2 separate regions of the Mus musculus genome follow, and region 1 is linked to region 2. Evidence: chromatin contacts called from public Hi-C data. All regions are on one chromosome and are shown on one strand. Each heading gives the region's core, a stretch centred on a gene start, on an enhancer-like site or on the middle of the called end of the contact. The rest is flanking DNA. Distances are from core to core; before and after follow the strand shown. Region 1 overlaps Frmpd1 (FERM and PDZ domain containing 1). Region 2 has its middle 31 kb from the start of Tomm5.

What was found. A called contact is a pair of places that touch in the nucleus more often than the background predicts.
Region 1: a contact with region 2 is called in a Hi-C map of the N1E-115 cell line, with 2.1 times the contacts expected there. The contact joins two enhancer-like sites. A contact is called at or near these places in 3 of 484 Hi-C or Micro-C datasets (the G1E-ER4 cell line, the N1E-115 cell line and nephron progenitors), 2 of 115 datasets of contacts at active chromatin or transcription factors (embryonic stem cells and trophoblast stem cells) and 3 of 9 other capture datasets (adipose tissue, liver and pancreatic islet).

What each region holds. Positions count from the first base shown.
Region 1 is chr4:45,207,658-45,210,357 of GRCm38.p6, forward strand. The region is part of intron 1 of Frmpd1 (FERM and PDZ domain containing 1); the gene reads left to right. Among named protein-coding and RNA genes, the nearest start is that of Frmpd1, 24 kb to the left of the region's middle. Within about 2 kb of position 1,329, at least 50 of the 459 cell types and tissues checked have an H3K27ac peak or open chromatin away from gene starts, as enhancers often do. A contact at or near this core is called in the N1E-115 cell line, where this site is marked.
Region 2 is chr4:45,137,490-45,140,189 of GRCm38.p6, forward strand. No RefSeq gene overlaps it. Among named protein-coding and RNA genes, the nearest start is that of Tomm5, 31 kb to the left of the region's middle. Within about 2 kb of position 1,267, at least 15 of the 459 cell types and tissues checked have an H3K27ac peak or open chromatin away from gene starts, as enhancers often do. A contact at or near this core is called in the N1E-115 cell line, where this site is marked.

The DNA.
Region 1 (2,700 bases), core at 79-2,578, 70 kb after region 2:
TGGCAGCCTTGTGAGACAGGTGCTGTTCTTATCAGCACTTTATCAGTGGGGAGTTAATCTGCTCGCCGGCAGCCATCTAATGAAGTAGCAGAGCTGAGACAGAAGCCCAGGGCTCACAGGGAGAACCTCACAAATCACTCTAAAAGTTATGGGGTGACAGAGAGTTTTATGCAGGAGAGTGACAGTCAGATTTACATCTTAAGACGATCATTCCATGACATGGGGGTATAGATGAGAGAGAGAGGAACACCAAGGTCAGGGGGCCAGGTGCAGTGGCCCACCTCCGAGGCCATGCCAGCTCGATCATGTGCAGTGGTGGTCTGAGAAGAAGGAGAGGTTTAAGGAGGCCCTTTCACGGGAGCCAGGGAGTGGCTGGATTTTGCTGTTGTTTTTGTTTTGTTTTGTTTTCTGTTTGTTTAAGCGACACTGGAGCTCATACCAGGGCCTCATGCATGCTAAGCCGGCACTAACCACTGGGCTATACCTATGGCCCCCAAACTCGGATGGATGCCCCTAAACTTGGGCTCTGGGCTTGGGAAGTAGAGCGGGCAGGGACTTTTGTTGCTGTTGATGCAGGTGCCAGGGTCCTGTCCCTGTGTGTGCTTGCTAGTGGCTACTTAGGACAGAATAAATCCAACTTCTGACTTTTCTTCCAATCAGAATCTTAAATGGAGGTGGCAGGGCTTTGGGATGTGAATAGACCTGAGAGATGTGGTTATGGGAAGAAGAAGCTCCTGCAGGGGTAGAATTGGGGTACCCTGGGGTGTGTACCTGCTGCTGCTCAGACCAGTGTGCCTTCATTCGGCACATTCTGACTCTCCAGGGAATCTTTGTGCCGTCCCTCCCCAGAGACCTCTCCCATCCTTAGACGAGGTCTCCTTGTGGCACAAACAGACATTAAAGTACACACTCCAAGGATTTACCACCCAAACCGGAAACACCTTACTCGTTAGATCAAATTTGTGTTTCCTGCCTGTCTATGCCCAGTGTAAGGGAGGGTTTGGTTCCTCTATAAGGCAATGGTTTTGCAGATTATAGTTATATAGGTATATAGCCTATAGTTTACAGCCCACATTAAATCAAAGTGCTGGTATTGAGAGTAGTTTCTGGAATGCTCCGTGATTTCTGGTTAGTAGTATTTATTTAACAGTTCAGTGACAAGGGGTGCAGCGGCTTGGTTACTCGGCTACCGTCTGCCAGTCATTCTGGTTTTCTTTCCTACAGTGCCTGGCAGGCCTTTAGTTACACGCCCCTTCCCTTCTCCCCATGGGCAAAGCTGGGCACTGCTGAGGCTAGGGGCAGGGCCAAGTGCTTCACAAGGGCTGGCATTCTGTATTTCTGAGTCTTGTGGTGGGGGGGGGTGGAATCCGTGAACCCCACTAGCATCCCTCTACAGCTGACGGTGCCGCTCCTAACGGCTGCCGACACCCAACAGCTGACCCGATTCCCTGAATCGGTCCCTGTAAACAGTGCAGCTCTACAAGAGGGAGGTTTCCGGGCAGAATACTTAATTAGGGCTTAATTAAGACAACTGGAGTAACCCTTTGACCTGAAACTTGCACGGGGTCCTGATTGGCAGATGGCACCTGGCACTCTTGGCTGTCTGACAGCAATCAGGCCTCAAGCAGAAATGAGCCCATGCTGGCCCTGAAGGAGGTGCTTCTTAGACTCCTCATCAGAATGTGTTCTGCTGCACCCTTTTTCTTAAGGACCCCACACTCTGAACTGTATTGGCTAAGAGTGTGTTTCACCTTCTCCAGAACAGAAGGACTTCTAAGGCAGGGGCCATGACTAGGTAACCTGGGTCCCCACTATCATACCCAGCATGGGTGAAAGAGTGGCTAGACATTGGTGGGACGGTCACACTGGCTTAGAGGCCTCCCCCCTTCAGCTAGAGATGGTTGAAAACTAGAGTCTGAACCCCAGGGTGTGGACTCAAAAATAAAGAGTTAAAGCTATGGCCAGTACCTCATCTGTGGGAAGGTATGGACTTCAGACAAGGAACCTCGGGGTAGAACAAAACCTTGGTGTCACAGGCCATGGGTCACAGGCCTGAAAAGCATGCCTTGGGCCTGGCTCTGGAAGCCATTGTTGATATACTGTGCTGTGATTGTGGCTGGCTTTGATCTGGTAGGACTGGGAGCCCACCCCACTTCCTAGACAGACCCCTGGAGTCACAGCTCAGTCCACTAGAGTGATGAGCCACTGCTCTGGGAGCCCTCAGTCTAAATTTCCCAAGCAGTTGTGGATTTTGGTTTTGGCGCTCATGGTATCAGATGTGCCCAGAGGGTTTTGGAAATTTGCTGGTGCCCCAGTGACATGATAAATCATTTCACGGTAAAAACTCAGATCTAGATCTTAGTCCACGTGCTACAATATGGTCAGATTTTTCCCAGGTGGTGGTCAATAGTTTTTCTACTAATGAGAATGAAGATATTCATACTAACCAATGTGTCTGTGGAAAAGGAAAAGAATCTTTCTACTGAGTGCCTGGGACACCAGACACCACAGGCTCTAAAGACCTCTGTGCTCAGACGGTCCCTGCAGACGTTCAGCCCTGCTCCTGGGCACTTGTGCACCCGCATAGCATTGAGCATCCCCAGTGGTGGTGCTAACCTAGAGTCCATCTGTGGAGTCCATACAGGATGGGGTTTGTTCCCTCCCTTGTACATACATCTGACCTAGTCAGTTGCATACTTC
Region 2 (2,700 bases), core at 17-2,516:
TGGGGTGGGGGCAGTGTTCATGAGCACAAGTAAATAAAATTTAATAAATATCCTTCCTTATATAAAGATCAGACCTCACCCAGAACCCTTGGTCACACTTGGGCAGCCCCTAAACTTTATGCTCTCCTCCAGTCCTTCCTAGAAGTGCTTGCCTGGAGAGACCTAAGGTCACTGGACAGTTGCTCTGTGATGGGTTCCAGAAGACCTCTGACTTTAGAACTCCCCAGGAGGGCCCATTCTTTGCATGCCTTGGAGCCTGGCGTGTTCTGAAATCTTCTCAGCCTGTGGGTGATGCTCCAGATGGTTGAGCTGGCAGGACAGGGTGGGGCCGTCCCAGCCAGCTCCAGGAAGGAAACCAAGTCTGTCCGCACCGACAGCTGCAGCCCAATTAAAATGGCACATGAGGCAACTCAGGCCTCTTCTAAGTAGCCACATAATGGGAGATAATGACAGGCTTGGGCAGGGTTGGCCTGTGACTTGAACTTGGATGACTTAGGTGACAGGGGTCAACCAGCAAGAATCAAACACCTGCAAAGCATAAATTCATACTTTGAAAGTGATTCCTTAATGTGGTTTCTTTTTCACAAACATTTATGAAACCCAGGCAGGAAACAGCACTGTGTATTATGGAAAACAACAGTTGGTCCCTATTGCTGTTTTTCACAGCTGAGGACAATCACCTTACACCTGGATAATTGAGATGGCCCCTCAATAGTCTCCCTGCTGTGTTCCAAGTCACAATCCATGCAAAACAGAGTTGGGCTTGTAAGTCACCCACTTTCTGCTCCCACAGCCCACACAGTAAATGCAGATATACTACCAGCATCAAAACCCCCATTATCCACCAGAATGAGTCTATGTGGGGCTTCCTCGTGTGCTGTCATATCATGGATCCCATACGCCAGCCCTGATGCTCTACCGCAAGCTCCCTCCATCATCAGTCTGACTCCTTCCCTATCTTCTTGCCTTCTTGAGTCTGCTAGGAAGCCTAGTGAAGTTTTATTTAGTCTCTGACTACAGGAACCTTGTTCAATGCTCATCTGGGATGCCACTCTTCCTCTCTGCCTCCTCTGAGGGTTGTACCTGTGCCCACAGCATCCTGCCCTGGACCATCAATCATGCCTTCTGGGCCACAGCTTGCTGTCTGCCTCCCCCAAGGAACTGGTCCTGGAACTGGCTTTGTTTTGTCGTTGGCCTTTCACACAGCTCAGCCTAGCACAGTGCTTACATGAAGTGAATTATACTGAATGGAATGGAGACGATAAGCCCAGCCCAAGGTGACTAATACAGGCTACGATGCCACCAGGGCTACGATGCCACCAGGGCTCTCCAGCACAGATCCAGAATTATAATTGAATTATAATTAAGGTCGGAGTGGGGATAAATTTTATTCCAATCAGGGAAGACTAAGAAAGGCTTCATTTTTCCCTTAGGGAAATGTTTTCTGCACCTCATCTTCTGTCCCTTGTAGCTCCTTCACTTGTAGCTACTGTGCTGTTCATAGCCCAGTATTGCAATCAAATGCTTATGTATGCATGCATACATTTTTATAAATGAGGTATCAATATGTTGTCCAGGTCAGCCTCAAACTCTTGGGATCAACTGATCTTCCTGCCTTAGCCATCTAAGTAGCTAGAATTCCAGGAGAAAGCTGATTACATATTTATTTTACTGATTTATCTACCAGACTAGAGGATCCCTGGGGGAAGGACCAGGCTTTTGTCCCTGTTATGTCCCTAGATCTGGTCTGGTGCAGGGGATGCAACAGGTTCTCAGGAAATGTTTGTGGGAGAGGAAGGAAGGAGAGATGTGTTTCTGCGGGGATGGCAGGTGCAGTCACATCGGCCCTGCCATACTGTCTCATGGGTTAGCTTGCAAGACTGAATGTGTTTGTTGGCTACCCAGCAGGGAGGGGGAAAGCCAGTGCTCCTAGATCCACTTGTCACTTTCATTCCCCACATCCAAGAACGGGCTCTGTGACATATTCCTTAATAAGGAGAGGATGGGGAGGCAGCTGGGTAGCTGGAAAGGAGGGCCATTGCGATTGTGAGTGGCTTCCCTTAAGACTAGGCAAATGCTGCTTAAGCAAAGGGAGTGCTTGGCAAAAAAGACCCCAAAGGCTTCCAGATGAGACTGCAATTCTGCCTTCCTCCCCTTCTGCACAGAGTGGCAGGATGGAAGTAGGACAGTCACTCTGCTTCCAGGTCAGAGCCTGCAACTCCATGGAAGCAGCCGTAGCGCTGACATCACCAGGAGCCAAGTGTGCTAGCAAGTGCACCTGCTAGGTGCTCAGGTGAAGGCATGGGTGCACCTGCTAGGTGCACAGGTGAAGGTAAGGGTGCACCTGCTAGGTGCACAGGTGAAGGCATGGGTGCACCTGCTAGGTACACAGGTGAAGGCAAGGGTGCACCTGCTAAGTGCACAGATGAAGGCATGGGTGCACCTGCTAGGTGCACAGGTGAAGGCAAGGGTGCACCTGCTAAGTGCACAGGTGAAGGCAAGGGTGCACCTGCTAAGTGCAGGTGGAGGCAAGGGTGCACCTGCTAAGTGCACAGGTGAAGGCATGAGTGCACCTGCTAGGTGCACAGGTGAAGGCAAGGGTGCACCTGCTAGGTGCACAGGTGAAGGCAAGGGTGCACCTGCTAGGTGCACAGGTGAAGGCAAGGGTCCTGTCAAGGAGGCTCATTTCTCTCATATGCA